2 separate regions of the Bos taurus genome follow, and region 1 is linked to region 2. The links are chromatin contacts, called in public Hi-C maps. All regions are on one chromosome and are shown on one strand. The core of a region is the stretch at or near the end of the contact, and the rest is flanking DNA. Distances in the headings are between cores, read along the strand shown. Region 1 overlaps EGFLAM (EGF like, fibronectin type III and laminin G domains). Region 2 has its middle 36 kb from the start of OSMR.

Region 1 (3,720 bases), core at 183-2,682, 380 kb after region 2:
GAATTGCCAGCTGCTGATGCCAGACAGGAGGAGAAGCCATCCCTCCCAGTCACTCTGGAGTCCCTGCTGGGTTTGGCTCAGCCCCAAGCAGGGCCCATCCCTGCTGTTACTGGATGGACATGGGTCTGCACTCCTGGAAATGATCAGGATGTGCTCTGCACCTGGACTCTCAAAGGGGTGTGTGCGCGAGCCCCGTCCAGCTACTGACCAAGCCCCTCTAGCTCAGGGCTTCCCAAGATCCAGCCGGGAGACAAGTGTGCTCCCAGGGCTGGCAATCTCGGTGGGAGGCTGCAGCCCCTCTGAGAGGTGTGTCCCCCGTTACCCTCTGCAGGTGGTTGGCCAGCACTGTGCCCACAGCCTGTCCAGAGCCTGACCTGGCACCAGCCCAGGAGCCGTCCCAGCTTCTCGGAGGACTCACTGTACTTACTGTTGAGGCAGTAGTTCCCACACTCTGCCAGATGCCAGCATGAAACAGAACAGGGCAAGTCAGAATCTCACAGTCACTGTAAAATCCCAATTACTGTGGTTGCAGATCGCTGGAAAGCGGCCTTACACAGCCCCTGGGAAGCCCTGCAGGAACTCACATTCCTCTGAGGGAACGTGAATCCACTCGTTCCCCTCGTGAGAAACTGCTGGAAATATTTTCTCTCAGCATGGTTAGCACCAAATCACCCAACACACCTCTGCAGTTCTCGGCTTAGTAACTGGGGTGCAAGAGGTGGTGGACCAGGAAGATGTGTCTAATAAACTGTCTAACACCTCTGGGGCTCCCCTGACCTTGAACTGACAATGCCCACTTAATATAAACCTGGAGAAAACACTTCCTGGAGAGTTACTTACCTTGTCAATGACCACTACCTTTTCTTGGCTCCAGGCTACATGTGAAAAAGGAATGCAAGCCAGCCAGCTGCCTCTTTTCTCTCCACAGTGGAAAATATCACCCTAATTCCCAACCCACCCCCTTTACAAGGTTCAGATCTTGTGATTAATAAAGAGCAGGCGAACACTCTAGAAATGACACCACTGAACATAAACACAGTGAAAATATACTCCGTGTCATCAGTATATGTGGATAAACATTAATTCCATCCTAAAACATTACAGTTAGAAGTAGCCATCTAGTCCTTTCTAGCCTTTTGCAGTTTTTTAAAATATTGTAAGCACAAGTATATTTTATCCTAACCCTTTAGATCTAATTTCTTCTACACTGTCTTTTTTTTTTTTTCTTGTGGCAAAGGCACTACTCAAAGACTGTTTTTGGTGCTTCCTCACATTTAGACCTAAAAGCTTGAGACATCTGGTGACAAAATGAATAACCAGCCTGCAAGCCAGGCAAATTTTCCACTTCAGGGACTTGAAATTCCCAATGGACTATAAAGAGTGGAAGAAAACTTGCTGGCTCCTTCACGCAGTCCCAGGACCAGTGAAGGAAGGAGCTGGGGTTGTAACCTAGCTTTTCCAGCAGCCAGGACTTCTCCCCACAACCTCCTGAGCGATGGCAATCCAGTCCCAGGGAACAATTTCCAAGGTGGGCAGCTCTCTCATCCACAGGCAGAACTCTCCCTTGCTGGACAGCTCTGCTTGGAGCAGCCATCTGGTCCCATGAAGCTGACTCTGCAGCCACAAAGTAAGTAATAGCTAAAAAATTGTTTTCTACACTACCAGCCTTCAACTATCTAAAAATCAACATCCAGGCTGAATGCCTCCAAATCTTGCATTGGTTAAGGATACACCATCCCAAGAAAAGAAATTCCCTATAGTATGCACAATTTATATGTTTTATGAATTTGTGTTTTTTCATACTGAGTATTCTTAAATTACAGCTCATATTTAATGAAGCTACTTTTTTTTTTTTTTAATGCTCTGGGACTTCCCCCCCACTCCCGTCCCCCAATCAGACTCAGCAATTTGATATGAATTTACTAAATACACTGTGAAGTGTGTAGAATGTGGTCCATCATTATGAGTCAGGCAGGTTCCCATCTTTGAGGACTGTGTGTCCCTGACAAATGTGTGACCTAAGCCAGTGGCTTTCGGTGTTGGTATTGAGTGGAACTTCAGCTGCTGCAGAGAAACACTCCCATCTAGTGGCCTGAAGGGTCCTGCACCGTCTGAGTCAGAACTTCTCAGTAATCTGGGAAGGGAAGGGAAGGGAAGGGAAGGGAGTACCATCAGAGCTCGGTCCTTTCCCAAGTGGCCTGTCTGCCATGGGCTGGGGGAAACCCTGGAGGAAAGAGATGCATTCTACACCCTTGTCTTGGACACTCAGAACATATCAAAGGCTCTGAGAAGTCCCACAGAAGAAGCGATGGTTTACCCAGGATTACTCAGTCTTATTTCAGGCTCAGATGGTAAAGAATCTGCCTACAGTGCAGGAGACCTGGGTTTGATCCCCAGATTGGGAAGATCCCCTGGAGAAGGGAGTGACAACCCACTCTAGTATTCAGGCCTGGAGAATTCCATGGACAGAGGAGCCTGGCAGGCTAGAGTCCATGGAGTCCCAAAGAGTCAGACATGACAGAGCGACTCACTTTATTAGACCACAGAATTTCCCCTCCCATTCTGCGCATGTGAATGTTATGTTGTCTATCTCTCTGTGCGAACACAAAACCGCCATTAGTGTTCTTTAGAACTTAAATTTTCACCTGTGCTTTGTGAAACTCTGCTTTCCCTTGTTAGTAACTTAGACACAAGAGCTCTTACGGCCTGGGACACAAAATGGGCAAATTTGGATGAGAGTAGAGAGAAAGAAGAAAGAAATCTCTAAGGATGGGGAGTATCGGCTTTCTGACACCCCTCTGGTGAGATAAGAAAGGGACCTCAGGACTGGGCTGCAGCATGGGGTGCTGAGGTTTGTGGTAGAAGAAGGCACACGAGAGTGAGAGCCCCAGGTGGAAGGTGAGGGGACCACCGCGCCTTATGGTTTCTGCTGGTATCTGAAGTTGTGGCTGGTACCTTGAAGGCCTTCTGGCTTCTCCAGCCCCAGCTGGGGCACAGAGGCTCACTTTCCTGCAGCTCCATGGGAGCCCAGTGCCCACCTCCATCTGGGCTCAGATTCTGCTCCAGCCTCTGATGTTGCAGAGACAAAGGGTGGGATGGGGCTCCCAAGACCCTCCTAAAAGTCTGATGGTCTGAGAGCCCGGAATCGCCCCAGCCCCAGCCCTCCCGTACTACCAAGAGTTGAGAACAAGTGTCTAGTCTCCTGACTAGGGCCCCAGTGGAACTCCTCACTGAGGAGGGCAGAGAGACCCAGACTCACTGAACATCCCCAGAACTAACTTCTTGCTGGAGAAGGTGCCCCTTGGTATGGACTGAGTGAGGCCTGGCGTTGGGGGTTTCTCTGACATGCTGCACACTGTAAAAGGGTGGTTTAACATCTGTGGGAGACACTAGGGAACATGTTTGTGCTTTTGAAGCATGATCTGTCCATCATGGAGGGAAAAGCTGTTAAATATATAAGGGTAAGAAGCATCTCATTGGATCAGGTGGGATTCTCTTTAATAACCAAGGATGCCTCTTAACCAGTCTTGGTCTTTCCCGCTAAGAATATATCCCAGCTTTTAGACTGTTCTTTTGCATCTCTGTGGAACAGTATAGTTTGCCAGCTCTCTTTCCTTTCTTTCTGACACTTATCCAGGCCTACAAGCTTATTGAACAATCACAGCAGTCTGTATGGTAACGGTGTACCTCTATGTACCCGCTGGGGCCTGAAAACTTGTC
Region 2 (3,549 bases), core at 421-2,920:
CCTTATATGGCCATAGGACTGTTCAGGAAAGTTCACTGAATCAACCTGAGATGGTACTGTGATTTGGAGAGGGATAATAATAGCAAAAAAAAAAAAACCAACCCTGATCAGCTAGCAGCATTATTTGAGCATCCACTGAGATAAACTGGTGGGCTACTTTTTCTTTTTTTGGATGCTTTCTCCTAAAAAACTTTAAAAAATAACTTTATTTATTTTTGGCTGTGCTGGGTCTTGTTGCTGCACAGGCTACTCTCTAGCTGTGGTGTCTTCTCTTGTGGAGCATGGGCTCTAGGGCACATGAGCTTCAGTAGTTGTGGCTCCAGGGCTCTAGGGCTCAGGCTCAGTTGCTTTGAGGCTTGTGGGATCTTCCCAGATCAGGGACTGAACCCATATCTCCTGCATTGGCAAGCAGATTCTTTACCAGTGGGCCACCAGGGAAACCCTAAAAAACATTTTTTAAAAAAAAGCTGTATGTATACCTCCTGTTTCTGCTGCCAATGTGGAAACAGCCAAAGAAATTGCCACTGAGACTTGCTACATAGGCACAATTTGCTATGCTAATTAACAAAAACTGCTTCAGTGCAAGAAGACTCAGGTTGTTCCTTTCAATTCTAGGATAATTAAACATTAGTTAATATTTATGAAGTGCCTGCCATGTGTCAGGCCTTATCTGAAGCATTTATATAGTTTATCTCATTTAATCTTCACCAGAACCTAATGAAATAAATACTAGGATTATATTCATTATCTAGAAAACTGAGGCAGGGCTTAGGTAACAGAGAAGTACACGTGAAATCCAGGCATTTGGCTCCAGAGATCATGTTTACAATCTCTAAGATCTCCTGAGCCTTTAGGCAATGACTGCCTATTCCCAATGCAGTCATTAAGACATCTTTTTTTTTTTTTTCCTCCATAAGCTTTAGAGGCAACCTTGAGTCTGTTGGCCTCAGAGCTTTATCCATCTCAGATGGGAAGGCCAGCGCCAGCTTCGCCGGCGGGACCACGGCATCTATGGTGAGGATGTACGTGCTCTCTTGATAAGCTCCCGTATTTCCTCCTGGAGCTGTGTCTGTGGGAGCAGGGATAGCTTCATCTGACTGAAAAGATGGCAGCGGGTACAGCAATGTCATACATTTGCCATAATGTCCCTTGACTGATATTGTCCCAAGTTTCCCCATAGAATCAGTCTCTCGTGAGCCTCCATTCCCTTCAGGATTCCCAGGCCTCCCCCAGAGCTAAATCTGACCTGGAGGAGAAAAGAAAAAGAAAAGAAAATAGGAGAAACAGTAGCTCTTTGTCATTTGAATAAAGTCTATAATGTAAGGCAGATTCAATAACTTGAGGCAGAATAAACTTGAAGCAAAAACTGCAGTCACAGCTGTTACTAGGGAAAAATGCAAGTGTAGAACACTGAACTCTTACCCTCGTAAGTTTTTATTACAATTGCTTTTAGGCCACATTCTCTCAGACGCTAATAAATGTTTTCCATCGTGTGCAAGAAAGGTTTTATACAAATTCCATTTCCCAGAACTCCGTGAATGAAATGGAAACCCCCTTTTCTGGGTGTGGAAATAACAACACAAAAAACCCCCTAAAACCTCCTGGCACAGTGTTTCTTGAGTACCCTCTGGGGTGGCTAGGTGGCGCCGTAGGCTAATGCACGGGCCCGGCTCAGCTCTCAGGTTGCCAGCTTCTATGGGAGGATTGGAAGGAAAAGAGAGAGTACAAGGGCTGCCGGTCTCCCCAAATCAGGTTCATCAACTCAGCTCTGCTCACAGCACGTGCCTCTGTCACTTTATGAACTGTGTCCTTTCTCCCCTGCTTCACCTCCCTGGGGCTTGTAGGCCCTGGGCTTTGGCTATCCTTGAGGAAAAGTCTGCAGAATCTTAAACATGGTCCTAAATCTCGTTTCTCTCCATCTGACTCTCCCAAAAGTCGTTCAAGAATCCGAGGAGGAAGGACCAAGCTCATCTTGAAGAATGAAAGGAAGGGACACCAGCTCCCTCTCCAATCTCGAGAGTAAGGTCAGGGTGTGGGCGAGTACAGCCCCTCGTCCTCCCCTGAGAGCCCTAGTATTTCCCAGCCTCCTGCAGCCCTGCAGCTCTCAGACCAGCTGGCTGCAGAGGAGACGGTCCTGCTGTATCCTGCTGTAGGGAGGTGGGGAGCACAGGTCCATGAAACCCCTGGATGGTGTGGAGGACACCAACAGACCTTTTGTCTTAAGGGAGAAACCCCTTTCTCACCCTGCCAGAGTCCCGAAACTCCTAAATTACTGACTCCTTTGCCTGAAGCCATTAAAGACTCTCTTTAAAACACAAACAGGATGGAAAGGCTTACCTCGGAGAAGTTGGTGGAAGAATCCATTGCACAATGGTACTGCTCAGAGGGAACCCCAGGGAGGAGCCAGCTGTGGATGGGCCCGTGGGCTGCGCTGAGACAGGAGGAGATAGCCAGGGTGGAAACAGATGCCACTCGCTCAGCCTGTTTGTGAGGCTACAGCCTCCTTTCCACCTGCTCCGTTTGGGAGCTGGGAGTCAGATACTGATCGCTGATTGCCAAGGTCGTGTGCCCTCAGGTTCTAGGAGAATCTGGGTTTCAAATAGTGCTCTGGTATTCCATAAGCACACATACCCGTCTGCTCATTCGTTCTGGTTTTGGTTCAGACACATTCCTGCTGCACCTGCCCTCCCCTGAAACCTGCCTTGTGCCTAGGGGACCCTGGCTGTGGTCTCTGGGCCTTGGGGGGGATGACAGGCTGAAGAGGGGCCCCCCAAGTGAAAGGTGACCTGCGTATGTTCCAGAAAGGAAGCTCGTCACCAAGCTTGCACGAGCATCTCAGACACAAATAGGGATGCCAGTCTATTCTAGAAAATAGACAAAAAGGAGAAAATATAAAAGTCATGTATTAGAAGTGAAAACAAGAACAAAAATTAAGCTTGAAAAGATATATAAAATATAGTCATAAGATCTCTATATAAAATATGTAGACATCTGTATCTATATAGATATACATTCATAAGAAGGTAAAGAGAAACCCAAAACCCCCAAACGCTAGATGAGAGGGATAAAAGCTGAAAATAAAGATATACATCTATGAATTTTTATGACTACCTTGTGAGTTTACTTGCTGTCAAACTGTTCTGAAGACATTTATTTGAGCAGCTATAGAAACTCCTACAATGCTGTTTTCATCTTGATACTTCTATTTTAACCTTGAACAGTCTGTCAGGCCTCCTACATTTCTCTCTGTCATAGCCTCTTTTGGCAATAAACATCAGTAAACTTAAGTGCCATGAGTCATATTGTCAATGTTTAATTAAATCATGGTCTAGCTAGGGTTTGATTTATTTAGGCCTGAATTCATTTAGACCCTGGTCCTCATAAATTTACATAGCTTATTTAACAAGCTCATGATTGTATAAATTGTAGACTCCTTTGAAATTTCAAACAATATAAGTTGTAAAAGCCTTTTCTTGTCAAGCCAAGAGTGGTAGAATATAATTTCCAAGGGTGGTGTTTTATTTTTAAACCGAGCATTATAAAAGAAAT

Evidence for each region. A called contact is a pair of places that touch in the nucleus more often than the background predicts.
Region 1: a contact with region 2 is called in a Hi-C map of skeletal muscle, with 6 times the contacts expected there. The contact joins two enhancer-like sites. A contact is called at or near these places in 4 of 11 Hi-C or Micro-C datasets (blastocyst, liver, skeletal muscle and 1 more).

Annotation. Positions count from the first base shown.
Region 1 is chr20:35,987,784-35,991,503 of ARS-UCD2.0, forward strand. The region is part of intron 18 of EGFLAM (EGF like, fibronectin type III and laminin G domains); the gene reads right to left. Among named protein-coding and RNA genes, the nearest start is that of LIFR, 89 kb to the left of the region's middle. Within about 2 kb of position 1,433, at least 14 of the 102 cell types and tissues checked have an H3K27ac peak or open chromatin away from gene starts, as enhancers often do. A contact at or near this core is called in skeletal muscle, where this site is marked.
Region 2 is chr20:35,605,866-35,609,414 of ARS-UCD2.0, forward strand. No RefSeq gene overlaps it. Among named protein-coding and RNA genes, the nearest start is that of OSMR, 36 kb to the left of the region's middle. Within about 2 kb of position 1,671, at least 47 of the 102 cell types and tissues checked have an H3K27ac peak or open chromatin away from gene starts, as enhancers often do. A contact at or near this core is called in skeletal muscle, where this site is marked.